Regions from separate parts of the Pan troglodytes genome. Here regions 1 and 2 are each linked to region 3. A link is a contact called in public HiChIP or PLAC-seq data. All regions are on one chromosome and are shown on one strand. The core of a region is the stretch at or near the end of the contact, and the rest is flanking DNA. Distances in the headings are between cores, read along the strand shown. Region 1 holds the start of LRRC25 (leucine rich repeat containing 25). Region 2 holds the start of LSM4 (LSM4 homolog, U6 small nuclear RNA and mRNA degradation associated). Region 3 holds the start of MPV17L2 (MPV17 mitochondrial inner membrane protein like 2).

The links. HiChIP or PLAC-seq counts read pairs in DNA pulled down with a chosen protein or histone mark.
Region 1: a contact with region 3 is called in an H3K4me3 HiChIP or PLAC-seq map of stem cell-derived excitatory neurons, with 7 times the contacts expected there. The contact joins the promoter of LRRC25 here to the promoter of MPV17L2 in region 3. A contact is called at or near these places in 1 of 7 Hi-C or Micro-C datasets (stem cell-derived neural progenitor cells) and 1 of 1 datasets of contacts at active chromatin or transcription factors (stem cell-derived excitatory neurons).
Region 2: an H3K4me3 HiChIP or PLAC-seq map of stem cell-derived excitatory neurons shows a contact between it and region 3, with 2.2 times the contacts expected there. The contact joins the promoter of LSM4 here to the promoter of MPV17L2 in region 3. A contact is called at or near these places in 1 of 7 Hi-C or Micro-C datasets (stem cell-derived neural progenitor cells) and 1 of 1 datasets of contacts at active chromatin or transcription factors (stem cell-derived excitatory neurons).

The regions. Positions count from the first base shown.
Region 1 is chr20:21,048,300-21,051,864 of NHGRI_mPanTro3-v2.0_pri, reverse strand. LRRC25 (leucine rich repeat containing 25) reads left to right here and starts at 1,636. Exons shown (of 3, transcript XM_009435028.5): 1 at 1,636-1,811; 2 at 2,292-3,079. The coding sequence starts at 2,301.
Region 2 is chr20:20,973,845-20,977,345 of NHGRI_mPanTro3-v2.0_pri, reverse strand. LSM4 (LSM4 homolog, U6 small nuclear RNA and mRNA degradation associated) reads left to right here and starts at 1,519. Exons shown (of 5, transcript XM_016935508.3): 1 at 1,519-1,777. The coding sequence starts at 1,775.
Region 3 is chr20:20,841,399-20,845,185 of NHGRI_mPanTro3-v2.0_pri, reverse strand. It overlaps MPV17L2 (MPV17 mitochondrial inner membrane protein like 2), which reads right to left and starts at 2,118. Exons shown (of 5, transcript XM_001173861.8): 1 at 1,774-2,118; 2 at 1,208-1,378; 3 at 389-465; 4 at 156-284. The coding sequence starts at 1,960.

The sequences.
Region 1 (3,565 bases), core at 387-2,886, 210 kb before region 3:
ATTCCCAGAAGTGGACTTGCTGTGTCAGCAGGCACATGAGTTTATCATTCCGGTGGCCTGTGCCAGCGTGCCCTCCACCAGTGCTATACCATGGACGCACCCCACAGCCTGGCTGGCACAGAATGTCATTGCACTGTTGGATTTTTGCCAATTTGATTGGTGAAGACAAACAGTTTGTGATTTGCAGTTTTCTTATTAAGTGTGAACTTTTTTTTTTTTTTTTTGAGACAGGTCTCACTCTGTTGCCCAGGCTGGAATGCAGTGGAGTGATCTTGGCTCACTGCAGCCTCCGCCTCTTGGGTTCAAACAATTCTCCTGCCTCAGCCTCCTGAGTAGCTGGGACTACAGGCACATACCACCACACCTGGCTAATTTTTGTATTTTTTAAAGTAGAGACGGGGTTTCACCATGATGGCCAGGCTGGTCTCGAACTTCTGGGCTCAAGCGATCTGCTCACTTCTGCCTCCCAAAGTGTTGGGATTACAGGCGTGAGCCACTGCACCTGGCAAGAATGAGCATCTCTGGACATATTGAAGAGCAGTTTCCTGCTTTTTCTTCAAGGTCTCCATTCAAAGCCTTTGACCATTTCTCGGAGTTTGGCGATGTGAAGGACAGAGGCCGAGGAGAGGGGAAAACGTGGGGGAGTGGACTCCCAGCCTCCCAGATCCCGGAGAAGCCTCTGTGCATTTGACAGCTGTGGACATGGTGTCACACGCAGTTAAGGTGGCACAGTGAGTCGGGCTGGCATAGGTTGGAACCTGGTCCACCTGACACCAGGTTCAGGTGAGGCCTTCTCCCAGCCCACCCCTCCTCAGTATCACTTTTGTCACTACTACCCCTCCAGTCTGCCTCAGGCCCCCATCTGCTTCTGGGACCTCAGCCTCTTCCCCACGTTGCCCACCCCAGACACCAGGCTCACTCCAGAAGGACTTCTTGAGCCAGTGCCCCTCTGCCCACGCACCTGCCTTGGCTCCACATGGACCTCTTCCCCCACCACCAATTCCTTCTATCCTCTCCACTCCTAACCATGCTATCCCAGCCAGCTACATTTTCCCAAGTTGCTGGGAGCCCTCCTCACTGTCCCCTCCAGCATAGAGGTGCCATTGTGCAAGAACTCAGTGGGAGAGGCTTGGAGGAGCTTGGAGAGCCAATGATAGGTTTGGGGAATCTTGGTGAACTCCTACTCATGCGTTGAAGCCCCAACTGTAATGCCTCCTCCTCCAGGAAGCCTTCCAGGACCCTGTCTTTCCCTCTGGACCTTCCTTGACTGCATGGGACTAGGAGTGTCTATGTCCAGCTCTGTCCTCTCTTAAGATAGCTCCTTGAGGACCTGGTCAGGGCTGAGGCCTCTTGGGGGCCCAGCGTGGGTGATGCTTGTTGAATGAATAAATGACTGCATGAGCTGGGAACCAGCCAAGCTGAGATCGAGAAGCGAGTTGATGAGGTGGCAGTCGGTTGGGGTGCTAATAGAGGACATGGAGTCACTGGGTTCCAGCAAGAGGGAAGAGGGACTCTGGGCCACCCCTCCCCCTTGCCCTCCATCCACCTCTGGTGAGAACCTTGAGGCCCTGCAAGGGGGCGGATCTCTGTCTTCATTCTTCCCCTCTGCACTCCACCCAGACACCAGTTCCTCTTCCCCCTGAGTCGCTGGGTGCAGAGCCAGAGGAACGCCAGCGACCCCAGCAGCGCTGCGGACTGTGCCGGCCGTGGCCGCTGCGGCCCCGGTGTCCAGGTGGGCCAGGACGCAGCCCCTGGGCGCCGTCGCTTTTCCAGCATCGCAGAGGCAAAAGCGTGGCAGTGGGACCCAAAAGGTAGGACTGAAGCTCTAGAACTTGCACCTGTGCAGGGACTGCAAACCAGACCTGGGAGGATCCTTTCAGCAGCCCCCACTCCACCCTATCCCAGGACTTCCCAGCGACCCGCGGTTCTGGGAGATACCGGGAGCGTGATCAGGGGGCGGGGCCGTTTCCAAGGCAACCGCTTATTTGCATAGGGTCCCGTCCTGGCCAACGAGGGCGCCCCAAATGTTCAGGACATAGAAGAAGGGGTTAACTGGCCCGGATCTCCTCCTCGCCTTCCAAGCCCGCTAGGCGCTGGGGTTATCTACCCATTCCCCAGAAGGGGAGACTGAGGCAGCCCACCAGCCAAAGGAGGCGACCAGACTGGGGCTGCGTTTTACCATTTCAGAAGCGGCTTGAGCTGGTCTGAGCTATAATAATAAACACTGGCGGTGGAGGCGAGGGCGACCACAGGGCTGAGGTCAGGGCTAGGATTCCGGTGTCTCTACGTAGGTTGCTTGAATGGGGGGCACCCTGGCATGGACGCTGCTGTTGCCGCTGCTGCTGCCGGAGTCAGACAGCCTGGAACTGTCGTGCACCGTGTCCTCCGCGGATGTGGACTGGAACGCGGAGTTCAGGGCCACGTGCCTGAATTTCAGTGGCCTCAGCCTGAGCCTGCCCCACAACCAGTCTCTGCGGGCCAGCAACGTGATTCTCCTTGACCTGTCTGGAAACGGCCTGCGAGAGCTTCCAGTGACCTTCTTTGCCCACCTGCAGAAGCTTGAGGTCCTGAACGTGCTACGCAACCCCTTGTCTCGTGTGGATGGGGCGCTGGCCGCCCGCTGTGACCTTGACCTGCAGGCTGACTGCAACTGTGCCCTGGAGTCCTGGCACGACATCCGCCGAGACAACTGCTCTGGCCAGAAGCCTCTGCTCTGCTGGGACACAACCAGCTCCCAGCACAACCTCTCTGCCTTCCTGGAGGTCAGCTGCGCCCCTGGCCTGGCCTCTGCAACTATCGGGGCAGTGGTGGTCAGCGGGTGCCTGCTTCTTGGACTTGCCATCGCTGGTCCTGTGCTGGCCTGGAGACTCTGGCGATGCCGAGTGGCCAGAAGCCGGGAGCTGAACAAGCCCTGGGCTGCTCAGGATGGGCCCAAGCCCAGTTTAGGCTTGCAGCCACGGTACGGCAGCCGGAGCGCCCCCAAGCCCCAAGTGGCCGTGCCATCCTGCCCCTCCACTCCCGACTATGAGAACATGTTTGTGGGCCAGCCAGCAGCCGAGCACCAGTGGGATGAACAAGGGTAAGTAAGCCACTGAGACACCTGCCAAAGTGGTGAATAATAAGGCTCCACACCTAGATGGCCGAGGTTCAAATCCCAGCTCTGCCGCTTGAAGGCTGTGGGATCTTAGGTGAGTAGCTTTACTTCTCTGAGCCTCAGTCTCCTCACCTATAAAATGGGGAGAGGACTGGACATGGTGGCTCACACCTGTAATCCTAGCACTTTGGGAGGCCAAGGCAGGCGGATCACTTGAAGTCAGGAGTATGAGACCAGCCTGGCCAACACGGTGAAACCCAGTCTGTACTAAAAATACAAAAATTAGCCAGGTGTGGTGGCGGGCGCCTGTGGTCCCAGCTACTGAGGAGGCTGAGGCAAGAGAATCTCTTGAACCTGGGAGTCAGAGGTTGCAGTGAGCCAAGTTCATGCCATTGCACTCCAGCCTGGGCGACAGAGTGAGACTCCATCTCAAAAATAAAATCAATAAAATAAAGTAAAATGAGGGAGAAT
Region 2 (3,501 bases), core at 270-2,769, 130 kb before region 3:
TTTTTTTTCACTTAATATATCCAGACACCATTCAATGTCAGTATATGAAGATTGTCTTCATTCCTTTTTATAGTTGTATTACTCTATTATTTGGTCGCACTGGGTTTCTTTCAGTCTTTTGATATTATGAATAATGTCAATAAATAGCATCAGTCATTAAAAAACGAGGCTGGGCGTGGTGACTCATGCCTGTAATCCCAGCACTTTGGGAGGCCAAGGTGGAAGGATCACCTGAGGTCAGGAGTTTGAGGCCAGCTCCTGGCCAACATGGTAAAACCCCGTCTCTGCTAAAAATACAAAAATTAGCTGGGCATTGTGGCATGTGCCTGTAATCCTAGCCACTCGGGTGGCTGAGGCAGAAGAATCCCTTGAACCCAGGAGGGAGGGGTTGCAGTGAGCTGAGATCGCACCACTGCACTGCAGCCTGGGTGATAGAATGAGACTCCATCTCAAAAAAAAAAAAAAAAAAAAAAAAAGAATAGGGTCTTCGCAGATGTAATTAAGGATCTTGAGATGACATTATCCTGAAATTTATGGTGGACTTAATAAGAGAAAGGAGTGTCCTTTACAAGAAAAAGGAGCGGCCGGGCTCGGTGGCTCACGCCTGTAATCCCAGCACTTTGGGAGGCAGAGGAGGGAGGATTGCTTGACCCCAGGAATTCGAGACCAGCCTGGACAACATAGGGAGACCCTGTCTCTACTACAAAAAAAAAAAAAAAGAAAAAGAAAAAAAAAAAAAGGAGAGATACATTTGAGACTCAGAGACACACAGAGAAGGCCAAGTGACGACAAAGGCAGAACGCGGAAGGCTGCATCTACAAGCCAAGAACTCCAAGGATTCCCAGCAGCCACCAGAACCCAGGAGAGAGGCATAGGACACACAGATTGTCCTCAGAGCCTCCAGAGGGAGCCAACCGTGCTGACAACCTCACTTCATTATTCTGATCTCTTGAATTGTGAGAAAATCACGTTCTGTTGTTTTAAACCTCGCAGTGTGTGGGCATTTGTTACAGCAGGCCCCAGAAAACTAATAGCATTCGCCTATTTACTTTATTTACTGTCTGTCTCCCTGAGGGCCACGAATTTTGTGTTTTGTTCATTTCTGTGAGCAGAAGCAGGCACAGAGTAGGTAATAAGTACTTAATATGTGCCAGATGCTGTTTTAAGTGCTTTTACATGGTTTCATTCATTTCATCCTTACAGTAAGCAACGTTTTGGAGCAGACACTACTATTTACAGGGAGCAAACTGAGGCCCCGAGGGTCGTGGTCAGGATTCCAACCTACTAAATGATGTTCCCTGGATAATTACAGAATCAGAAAACTAGGAGTCGGAAGGGCAACATCAGGCACGGCCCAATCACCCACGAAGCCTCGATTTCTCTCTCTCTACTGCAAACGAAAGGCATTAACTGGCTTTGCCCACAGCGTGGAGCCCAGGAGACCGACGAAGGCTTCACCTGCGCACGCATTTCCCCACAATGCACCCCGCGCCGGCGCGCGTTGCTCCGCCTCCTTTTACATTACAAGCCGCGGCACTTTACGGCTCTCGTCCTCGTTCCTCCGGCGGGAACACGGCCCGCCCCGCCCTTTCGCCCAGCGGGCCCCGCCCTACTCCGCGTGGATTGGTTGACCGCCCTTCGAGCCCGGTGCTGACTGGCTTGCGTCTCTGCCACTTTCTTTCAGCTTAGTGGCGCGCGGCGCGGCGACGACCGCCGGGAGCGTGTGCAGCGGCGGCGGCGGAAGTGGCCGGCGAGCCCGGTCCCCGCCGGCACCATGGTGAGGGCAGGGCAACTGCGGGGTCTCACCGGGAGGCGGGAACAGCAGTCGTTGGGATCCCTGCGGGCGGGCGCTGTGGGCTTGGTTGGCGCGGGGCGAACGTAAGGTCCGAGCCTCGAGTCCCGCCCCCCGGCACGAGGCTGGGAAACTGAGGCCGGAGACTGCAGGTGGCTCTACCACGTTCGTGTCTGGGATTTAGGGTTGCACGGACTTGTATCCACAGTACAGTGGCCTCGCCTTAGTTTTCCCAGTTTGCAGGTGGGGAAACTGAAGTAAAAAAAAAAAAAGGTGGGGATCCGCCAAATGCAGCAGAGAGTTTTTGGGCAGGGAAGGGGTCCCTTACGCTTCGGGCCCAGTCTGACCTCCCTGATTGAAAACTAGAGTGCTGGGAAGTAGGGGGCCAGTCTGAGTTGTGAAACTTAGTTTTAGGAATTTCAGAGCTTGCAAGATGCTAGCAGCACAGCCTCCTAGGCCTCTTGGTTTCTGGCTGAAAAGCAGGCCTGGTGCTGGGGTGTGGTGTTTCTCCTTGGGTCACATAGCATGTCATTCCAGCGGAAGGGGGCGTTTTGAGCTAGGGGTGGACAAAGTACATCCTCCCAGTACAAAGAAGGAAAAATTGCGGCCCAGGTCTCTGCAGGGCCACATTGTTTATGATTCTGGAAGTTCTGGATCTGGGCTAGAAAGTGCCCGTGTCCCCCAGTGTGCAGATCGGAAAAGGAATTCAGAGCTGGGAGTTTCCTGGCCCATCAGCATCTGGTCCTTCTTTTTTCAATGAGAGAAACCAAGGCCCTTGTTGGGGATGTGACTTCCAGACTCTGTGAGACAGTGGGAGATTCAGTAACCAGGAGGGTCCCCCAGGGGTGGCTGCATCAGAACTGTGGATTAGTGAGAACTCTCCCTAAATCCGGCTGGTCAGTGTGTAACCACCCAATGGGTTCACCTTGCCTGCTCCCTAGACAGATTTATCAAGACAGGGGAATTGCAATGGAGAAAAAGTATTTCACACAGAGCCAGCTATGCAGGAGACCGGAGTTTTATTATTGCTCAAATCAGTGTCCGCTGAGCATTAGGGGATCCGAGTTTTTAAAGATAATTTGGTGGGTAGGGGCTCAGGAAGTGGGGGGTGCTGATTGGTTGGAGCTTCCTGAGGTTGGAGATGGAGTCATCGACAGGAGTGTTGAAGTGAGGTTTTCTTGCTGTCTTCTGTTCCTGGGTGGGATCGCAGGACTGGTTGAGCCAGATTACTGGTCTGGGTAGTGTCAGCTGATCCGTCAAGTACAGGGTCTGCAAAATATCTCAAGCACTGATCTTAGATTTTATAATAGTGATGTTATCCCAAGGAGCAATTTGGGGAGTTTCAGACTCTTGCAGCCAGAGGCTGTATGACCCCTAAATGGTAATTTCTAATCTTGTAGCTTATTTGTTAGTCCTACAAAGACAGACTGGTCCCCAGGCAAGAAGAGGGTCTTTTCGGGAAAGGGCTATTACCAATTTTGTTCCAGAGTCAAACTATAAACTAAATCCCTTCCCAAGGTTAGTTTGGCCTATACCTAGGAATAAGCAAGGATGGCATAAAGGTTAGAAGCACAATGGAGTCGGTTAGGTCTGATCTCTTTTCACTGTCATAATTTCCTGTTACAATTTTTGCAGAGGCGATTTCAAGTGCAAGATTCAGAGAGCCTGTCCCTCTCTGCCGTGTACTTAGAGGGCAGAGTTCGCATGTA
Region 3 (3,787 bases), core at 869-3,368:
TGAGGAGCTCTCCGCCAGCCCACTGTTGGGTGTGGGTTGTCAGGAGCACAGGAGACTCCCACCCTCCAGGGTGGCTGGCTACACTGCCACTTGGAGCTCACACGTGTAGCCCCCTGGGGAGTCCCCTGGGTGCCTGGTATGCCCTCCACACTCACCCGGTACTTCAAGTAGGACAGGTACGTGTCCCAGCCCAGCGTCAGGCCGTTGATGTAGGTGACTCGAAATTGGGGGGGCACGAAGAGGAAGTTCACGAACTGCGCAGCAGGCCACACGCACCAGTCAGCCTGCGGGGAGAGGCGGGGGATGAGGGGCGGGGCCAGAGCTGGGCGGGGGCGGAGCGGCCATCAGGGGGCGGGGCCGGACATGTGCAAGGGGCGGGTGCTCCCACCTTGTAGAATTCCCAGAACTTCTCCCGCAGCTCCTGGCAGCTCTCACCCACTGTCTGACCCTCCAGGCAGCCAAGGCCTGGGAAGGAAACCAAGAAACGAGAGTGTTAGAGGCCAGGAAGTACTGTTGAGACGACAAGATGGGCTGACGATGGAGGGGGCGGGGTTGGGCCCCTGAGAACCCACGCCGCCCACCCCGGGCAGAGGGACAGGGACTTTCAGATGGGATGGACAGAGAATTAGGGTAGCTGGTGTAGGGACAAAACAGAGCAAGTCAGTCCCAGTGAGAGAAAGAGAGGTTATAAACATATAAACACGTGCCCCAATGGAGACACCCTGAAGTTGAGGGAGTTGTGTTACTTTTCCATCACAGACCAGGAAGCCGGGCTGGGAGGTGGAGAATGAGAGACTCCTCTATTAATACCGCTGTCTTTACCGAGCCTTGGGCTGGCACGGTTGCACCCCATTAAGTCTAGCCTCAATTTCTCTTCCTTCAGGCCTCAGAGCCTTTGCATTAGCTGTTCCCTCTGCCCGCTGGTTCCCTCTTCATGTCTCAACTGAGTGTGGTCCCCTTCTTTGGGAAATGCTCTCAACCTCCCGCCCAGGGCGGCCCCAACAGATACCGTCCTCGTCCCTCCTACACTCGCCAGCGTTCACATCGGCCGAGTCTGTCCTGTCCCCGCTGTGACCTGGCTCCTAGTCCAGGGCGACCCAAACAGGGGGCACATTGGAAATGCACCTCTGCATCCTTCTTAACACAAAGCTGGCTCCACCCCTCCCGACCTATGAGAGGCAAAGCCTAGGCTTAGGAGGCTCCTTACCCAAGAAGTACCAGACGCCCAGCAATGGAGAGGCTACCAGCTGATCCACGAGGACCTTCTTGAGGACATTTGGGAAGCCTCGGAGGCCAGACGCAGGGAATAGGCGGTCCAGCGACAAGTACCAGTAGTGCAGGAAGGGACCCATGCTGCAGCCCACCGCAAACATGCTCGCTATAAGAGTGTAAGTCAGGGGGCTGGGTCGGGCCGGCAAATTCCTCAGTCCATTCCCTCTCTCCCTCCCTGGCTAAGGCCTGGGTAAGCCCAATGCCATCCCGGAGCCTCAGCCTCACCGGGAAAACCGGAAGAGCCCACCCGTGCATTCTTCCACTACAAGCCCCACCAGGAGGCGCGGCTCCAGAGGCTCCTGGGTAGTGGGCAGAGACCTCCAGGGGTTGTGAGGTGATGGAGACCCAGAGCTGCGGGGAGACAGACACCCGGGGAGAGGCGCGGTCAGGGCAAGGGTCCTGCGGGGGACTGAGGCCACGGGTCAGGGGTCACGGCCCGCAGTCGGGTGTCGGGATCAAAGGTCGCCCGGGGTGAAGGGCTAAGCAGCATGGCGTCCTCACCGGAGCGCCGTGGGTCGAAAACCTGGCCGGGCCGGGCGCGGATCTCCCAGGACTGGCGCACGCCATCACCGGCCGCCATGAGCGCGCCGCAGCCCAGCGTGTTAGTGACGAGCAGCGCGCGGCCCTGGAATAGAAGCTGCCCCGCGGATAACAGGCGGCGTAGCCGGCGCCAGCCACCCCGCGCCATCGCCCTCAGGAACCAAGGAACCGGCGCGCCGCTCTGCTTTCGCCGCGCCGACCAGTCGCGAGTCACTGTTGATCCCAAATTGCCCGTCCCTCCGGCTCTCCGGCCAATCGCATAAGGATCTTCAGTCCGCAGGTCCGCCCCGAGCCGCGACGCGTTCACCAATCGCAGGCAGCCTCGGGGAGCCACATTGCCCGCCTCGAAGAGTATTGACCAATAAAAGGCAGGCGTTCTATCCCAAGGTCGAGCCCCCAACGACCTCCCGAGCTTCACGGACCAATCGGAAAAAAGAATTGCGTTACGTCCCGCATGCCGATTGGTAACGTTGCACTCTTGTTTCCCCGCCCCTTTCTGTGCCAGCCTATGCGAAACCGCCGCAGCCCCGTCCTACCGACACGCCCAGGACGGCACTGGCCAGTCGCAGACCGGCATCACGCTGGCAAATCAGTGACCGTCGTCCCGCCTCCCGCGTTAGGGTTGGTCAATCTTAGGCAGTTACAACGCCTTCTGGCCTGGTTGCCCTCCGTATTTCCAGATTCTCCTGGACTTAACCAGAAGGGGTGTGATCTGTGGCCAGAAACAATTATATCCTAATTATACCGTTCCCGTAGGGAACAATGATTTTTTTTCTTTTTTTGAAATGGAGTCTCGCTCTGTCACCCAGGCTGGAGTGCGGTGGCGCGATCTCGGCTCACCGCAACCTCTCCCTCACGGGTTCAAGCGATTCTCGTGTCGCAGCCTCCCAAACAGCTGGGATTACAGGCACGGGCCACCACGCCCAACTAATTTTGTATTTTTGGTCTAGACAGGGGTTTTGCCATGTTAGCCAGGCTGGTCTCGAACTCCTGACCTCAAGAGATCCACCCGCCTTGGCCTCCCAAGGTGCTGGGATGATGATAGGCGTGAATCACCGTAACTGGCTTAAAAAATGATTTTCAGTGGAAATCCCTATGCATTCTCTACTAGACTCGCAAACTACTGCCTGTGGGCTGTTAACTGTTGAAGGTGTGCAGGTTCTTGGCATCTTGAACAAAGAATTGGACAAAGTGCACAAACAAAGCAAGGAAAGAATGAAGCTTAACAAAAGCAGAGATTTATTGAAAACGAAAGTACACTCCACAGGGTGGGAGCCAGTGGAGCATACGGACTCAAGAGACCTGTTTAAGAATTTTCTGGGGTTTAAATGCCCTCTAGAGGTTTTCACTGGTTACTTAATGTACGTCCTATGTAAATGAAGAGGATGAAGTAAAGTTACAAAGTCATTTACTGGATGTATGCCCTCTTTAAATGGAGAAGATATTTCCTGTCATAGCTGAATTGTTTCCATTTGATTTGGCCTTATGTTCCCTGCCTCCAGACCTATTCTCCTGTCTCAGGGCCAAATCCTGTCCCTGCCTGTTTTGTGCTGCTCACGATGAGCTAAAGGTGTTTCTTACATTTTTTAAATGGTCAGTCAAGAAGGTGGGGATTGGCCAAGCGCAGTGGCTCACGCCTGTAATCCCAAACACTTTGGGAGGCCGAGGCAGCTGGATCACCTGAGGTCAGGAATTCAAAACCAGCCTGGCCAACATGGTAAAACCCCATCTCTATTAAAAATACAGAAATTAGCCAGGGGCGTGGTGGTGGGCGCCTGTAATCCCAGCCACTCGGGAGGCTGAGGCAGGGGAATCTCTTGAACCCGAGAGGTGGAGGTTGCAGTGAACCGAGATAGCTCCAGTCTGGGCCACAGAGCGAGACTGTCTCAAAAAAAAAAAAAAAAAAAAAAAAAGGCTGTGCCTAGGGCCGTGGTCACTCACATTTGGCTCAGAATTAACCTCTTTAAATGTTTTA